Linked DNA regions of Sus scrofa: region 1 is linked to region 2. A link is a contact called in public HiChIP or PLAC-seq data. All regions are on one chromosome and are shown on one strand. The core of a region is the stretch at or near the end of the contact, and the rest is flanking DNA. Distances in the headings are between cores, read along the strand shown. Region 1 holds the start of STX7 (syntaxin-7). Region 2 holds the start of VNN3 (vascular non-inflammatory molecule 3).

Region 1 (3,240 bases), core at 396-2,895, 200 kb after region 2:
TTTAAAACTGTTGCCTGGAGTTCCCATCGTGACTCAGTGGATGAATATGACTGGTATCCATGAGGACGCAGGTTTGATTCCCTGGCCTTGCTCGGTAGGTTAAGGATCCAGCATTGCTGTGAGCTGTGGTGTAGGCCAGCGGCTGCAGCTCAGATTCAATCCCTATCCTGGGAACCTCCAAATACTGTGGGTGCAGCCCTAAAAAAAAAAAGACAAAATAAAAAATAAAATTATTTCCTATTACAAAGGATGAAATACATATTTTATTTGATCACAGAATGTTTTTATAAAAACTTAGAAAATATTGAAAAATAGATTTCACGTAAAAATCAGAATTTGGGGTTAGTAGGAGCAAAATTTAGAATGGATAAGCAATGAGGCCCTATAGCCAGAGAACTACATCCAGTCTCTCGTGATAAAACATGATGGAGGATAATATGAGAAAAATAAAGTGTACATATGTATGACTGGGTCACTGTGCTGTGCAGCAGAAGTTGACACAACGTTGTAAATCAACTATACTTTAATAAAAAATTTAGAAGTATAGAAGTTTGGGGTAAAATAAAAACGAATCAAATTTCCACTATATCTCAAGAAAGCAGATAATTTGCTTATATTAGGCAATATTCCTAAAAGTCTACTGTTGGCTCTAGCTGAATCATGCTGCCCCTTTAGATGGGGTGTGTACCTTCTGCTTGGCCAGCGTGCCCATCTCTATTGCCCCTCTTCACAGAGGCAGAGTATAATTGCTGCTTATTATCACACTTACACCATAGTTTTCTTTAGGAAAAATGAGGAATAGAAAATACTTCTTCTTCCTGCATCTCTCTTAAAAATAGAAAAATGAAAAGTGAACTGAGAGCCTCTTCTGTTTCTTATCCTTGGTTAATCTCTCTCACATATGTACATATATGTGCATGTGATTCCAAACAACCTAGACTTTTCTCAGGTGGTACCAATTCAAAATATGTTTTGTTTTGTTTTTTTCCACCTTAGTCTATCTGGACTTTTGATATCCTGACGATCCTTTTAGAAATATTGTCTTATTACAGAAAAAGGCCTAATTAATTTGGTATTCTTTCATCAAAAGAAATTATACTTTTATCTAACAATTACTTTGACTATTTATCATGAGAACCTCTCTATGTTTTGGAAATCCGGTGAAACCTACTTCCCGCCCTTGAGGATGCTTAGAATGACTTGTATATGTATGAAAACTTGTCTACTTAGCACATGGGAAAGACTTTTCGCTTATTCCTTCATTGTTCCTGACTGAATTTCCTCTATTCGTGTTAGTATGTCCTCCCCCCAGGGCCTCATTTGCGGGCGTCCGCATTTTTAATGGAGTTGTAAATATGGTCTACTACAGAGTCAAGGGTTAAGAAGCAAGGCAGGCATGAGTTAATCGGGCCAGCTGAAGACACGAGGCTAGGGAGGCCGGCATCCCCCGATAAACAGAGGGGCTCTCCATTCCCTCCTCCTGTTTTTGCTCGCAGGCTAAGACGTTCACCATCCGCAGGTCAGGCCTCAAAAAACACCTCCCTTGCAATTTTGCTGGAACCCCCATTCCTTAGCTTAGAACCAGAGGGGCGGGGAAGGGCTGCCGTCATTTAACCCCGCTGGCCAATGAGAGAGGAGCTAGCTCCGCCTCCTTCCCAGGGAGGTATTGCGGGCATGCGCACTGGCCATCCTGGTGCCGCCACCCATCAGCTGAGAATCGCAGCTGGGGGCTCTGCGGCCCTTGGGTGCCCGCGGCTAAAGAAGAAGAAGGAAGCAGAGGAAGTCGGGGTAAGAGGAGTCTCGGGAGGTGCCCATGGCCGGGCGCCCCGAAAGCGCGTGTCCCCGTGGCTGTCGCGCCACCTTGTTTGCGCGCGTTGTCAGGTGGCCGCCGCCCTGCGCTTTGCGGCAGGCGCTCGGGAGTCTGAGGGCCGGCGTTGCCCCAGCCCCGGGAGCGCGCTGCTCCCCACGCCCCTCGGCTCCGTGCGCGGCGTGGTCAGGCGGGCCCCGCCGGTCCCTGCTGGCCTTGCCAGCCCGGCCTTCCCGCCGCCTGATGCGCAGCAGCCCCGCCGCCTCCCCCTGCCTCCCCGGCCGCGCTTGCTCAGGCGCACCGGCTGGCTGCGCGTTCCCGGGCGGGGCTGGCGTCCGAGCCGCCCCGGCCCAGCTCTGGAATCCAGCTTCTTCTGCCTCAGGCTGGACATGAACTGACCTCTTCCTCTTTTTAATTCACGGGTTTAGAAAACGTGCTTTAAAGTTCTCCTCCCAAATGTAGAAGAACTGAAGATACGTATTTCTGTAGTGAAGGAACCATATACATTAATACAGAGGCTCATTGTAGTTGGTCTTCTCTTTGGTTTGGAGACTATGATATGCTAACTTTCTTTGGCCCTTTCAGTGATGTCCTTAATTGGTTTGCATAAAGCCAGTTACAATACATGCAATATCTCAAGACACCTCCCCACACCCACCCTCTTGGTTTTCAGGTTGTTACTTTCTTTAAATTCAGACAAAAAGAAAAAAATTGCCTTTCAGGTTAAATGCTTTTTTCCCCCCTCAGATTTCTTACATTTGCTAGACTCTTATACAGTAATTTTTGTTTAACTCAAATCAACACAGTCTGACTACAGTTATATGTAATTTAATACTTGTGCGAACTCTGGAAGAAGAGGAAGTGATTATGAAATGCTGTGCTCTTTAGTAATATTGGAGGTGAATGTTTCTTCTGAGGTTGGCCCGATCGTCCCCCAGTACAGAGACTGATAGCAGTGTTCAATTGTCTGGTGATGTGTACAGGCCTCTGCTTTGCAGGCCACTTTGAGAAGTTTGCCTCAGACTTGTGACTCGTTGAAATTTAAGCTCCAGTTTCAAAGTTTCTGTGGAGGTTAATATGATACCATGTTAACGCATTAACTGCTCCCCCAAACAAAGTAAGCCTTAATTTTGGTTACGATCCTAAACTTTAGCCAAATGCTGCTGGTTGAAAAATAAATGATAGGAAGCACGTGCAGTAAGCCTGAGTAAAGTTTGCCATGATTCCATTTTATTTGAAAGTTTGGTGTATGAGCAGATCAAAAATAATCCTCGGTATTGTGAACTAAACCCAAATGGCATAATAGTTTAATGGATGCAAGAGCTGAGCTAAAGAATGCAGTTCGTGTAGTTCAGGTGGAGAATGCTCCTGTTTGTAGTAAAGGGATCACCCGCACATTCATGGAACATCTGTGCTCCCTCACAGCACAGATA
Region 2 (2,990 bases), core at 106-2,605:
CTCCCTTGTTTCTTTTTGATTCTATTCAGAAAGTCAAGTCAACCAAGACAAGGGGTAGAATTTCACATTGACATTTGAAAATAAGTCCCTTATTTATAACAAAACAATTCTTCTGTCTTATGTTCTCATCTTGTCCTCAGGGTTTTTTGTTTTTGGTTTTTTTTCCTGAAATGAATTTGGTTGTTTTTTGATTTGTGTGTGTGTGTGTTTGTTTTTTTGTTGTCTTTTTAGGGCTGTACCCATGGCATATGGAGGTTCCCAGTTTAGGAGTCGAATTGGAGCTGTAGCTGCGGGCCTATGCTACAGCCACAGCAAGGCCGGATCTAAGCTGTGTGTGCAACCTACACCACAGCTCACAGCGATGCCAGATCCTTAACCCACTGAGCAAGGTCAGGGATCAAACCTGTGTCCTCATGGATACTAGGTGGGTTCGTTAACTGCTGAGCCACCACAGAAACTCCAGAAGTGAATTCATATCTGATGGATATCATTTCAGGGCATAAGGACATATGGAAACTCACCAGGAGGCCTAGGAGAAAGAAGGCATATTCAGATAATGAAAAAAATTTGATGTTGAGTGATGTACTATTATAAGTATCTAAGGAAGAAGGCTTAACTGGAAAAATAAGCAGATTCTATAAAGATGAAGAAATTGCACGACCCTAAAGCCTAGCTCCTTGGTTTTCTGCATATAAACCCCATAGCAATAGCTGGATTCCACAGAGGACCAGAGACTCAGCCTGGTAGACACCTGTCATCATTGACCATGTCATCATCTATCTATGTTTTACACAGTGTCAGGTAAAGTTCCAATATTTCAGACTATGTCACAGTCTTTCCAAGAGAAACTGGCAACAGTGGTTTCTGCTGATCGCTCCTTATAATGGCAACACGCTCCTTATAATAGAGCCACTAGTCATGAACAGTGAGTTCAGTCATTAGCATTTGCGTAACTGTTCTTTCTCCCATTTTGTGAACTTTGTTAAACCAGGTTTGCCTTACCCTCTGTTCTGTGTCTGTCACAGCTAAATAAGTTTATTTGCACAAATTGTTGTTATAATAGGTCCTAATATGGTGATCCAATATTAGTCTTTTAAATGGAAATATTGAACTACCCAGGGAAATATATTTTATTAAAAGAGAAGAGGTCAATAATATCCAGTGTGTTTTGGAAAGCGGTGGACTCCTCTTCTTGGCATGTTCATTCCACTTAGAGTTGGGTGAACCTCTAAATGATACAACCACACTGAGACTACAGTCAATCCAATTATGTACTTTTTGCCCAACATCCTTTCCCAACCCTGGGTTGTGTAATATATTCATGAGAAAGTATAAATAGCTGGTAGCAGGCAGGCAGGTCTTTATCATAAAAGTTTTTCCAGGGATACAAGACAGAAGACTCTGAGTTTGTTTATCAAAGCACACAGAATTTCAGCTATGATTGTATCATGTGTCCCAAAATATACAGCCATTCTGGCCCTCTTGGTCCTGGGTGTTGGTGCACTGGACACTTTCATTGCTGCAGTGTATGAGCATGCTGTCACATTACCAAACAGAACGGAAACACCTGTGCTGGAAAAAGAAGCTTTGCTCCTGATGCACAAGAACATAGATGTTTTGGAGACAGCAGTTAAACTGGCAGCCAGACAGGTATGGCTGGGATATTGGAAAGGCAATTTGAAACGTGGTAAGAATGGGAGTGTTTGGAACTTAGGAGAAACTCTTCTGCTCCGACTTGTTTTGAGCAGGGCGCACATATCATTGTGACCCCAGAAGATGGAATTTATGGCTGGGTCTTCACCAGGGAGACCATTTATCCCTACCTGGAGGATATCCCAGACCCTGGAGTGAACTGGATTCCATGTAAAGATCCCCAGAGGTAATGTCATCAACCTTGGGGTTTTTTGTTTGTTTGTTTGTTTAAGTTGCAGTATTGTAGAATACTAATTTATTGCAAATTCAGGAAGTTTGACTAGTATTCTTGCTGACCAATTATCAGTCTGTGGCATTGGATTCACCTTTGTCATTCTTCATAATATATACCATCTGGCATGTCTTCTGTTTGGTCAAGGACTTGAGATGATGATGTCTGGTTGATTATTTATTGTACTTATCTTTAATGAACAGTATGTGGACACAGTTTCTACAATAGATGTGCTTAACTGGATTTCAACAAAGTGAGAAAGTTGTGATATCTAGGACTTAGATTCCCAAATATAAGTGTGTGGTTCATCCATGAACACCTGCCTCCTTTGTAGAATGGTAAAAGGAGGAGTAGGTTTGTTTCAAAGGGGCTTCGAGGGGTTTCCTGTTGTGGTGCAGTGGAAACAAATCCTACTAGTATCCATGGCCTCGCTCAGTGGGTTGGGTATCTGGTGTTGCTGTGAGCTGTGGTGTAACTCACAGATGTAGCAAGGTACCTGAGTGACTGTGGCCGTGGTGTAGGCCGGTAGTTATAGCTCTAATTCGACCCCTAGCCTGGGAACTTCCATATGCCACAGGTGCAGCCCTAAAAAGCAAAATAGTAATAATAATTTTAAAAGGGGGCTTTTATATTGGCATGGAATATAATCAGTATGGTGAGTGGAAATTGCATAGGACTTAAAAAAGGAACTCTTGAGATCTCATTCTACCATTCCTGGCTGAGTGATGGAGGCAGACAACCAAAACATTTGACTTCTATATTTCTTTTTTTTTTTTTTTGGCTGCACCCATGGCATGTGGAAGTTCCTGGGCCAGGGATCAAACCCATGCTATAGCCGTAACCTAAGCCACAGCAGTGACAATGCCAGATCCTTAACCTGATGAGCCATTGGGGAACTCTGAGATCTCTATTTCTTTATTTGTAAAACAGGGATAATAAAATTTCCGCTCCTACATCCCTTTACAGAGTAGGAATGAGTGTCCAGTGAAGTAAGACCTCTAGAATCTGTACTGTACACTGTGGCGCTCTCGCCAGTGTTAGCTGTCACCATTACATTTTTTTTAAC

The links. HiChIP or PLAC-seq counts read pairs in DNA pulled down with a chosen protein or histone mark.
Region 1: an H3K27ac HiChIP or PLAC-seq map of alveolar macrophages shows a contact between it and region 2. The contact joins the promoter of STX7 here to the promoter of VNN3 in region 2. A contact is called at or near these places in 1 of 5 promoter capture datasets (liver) and 1 of 2 datasets of contacts at active chromatin or transcription factors (alveolar macrophages).

The regions. Positions count from the first base shown.
Region 1 is chr1:31,183,260-31,186,499 of Sscrofa11.1, forward strand. STX7 (syntaxin-7) reads left to right here and starts at 1,646. Exons shown (of 10, transcript XM_001926476.4): 1 at 1,646-1,788.
Region 2 is chr1:30,980,241-30,983,230 of Sscrofa11.1, forward strand. It overlaps VNN3 (vascular non-inflammatory molecule 3), which reads left to right and starts at 1,356. Exons shown (of 7, transcript XM_001925456.5): 1 at 1,356-1,650; 2 at 1,749-1,879. The coding sequence starts at 1,438.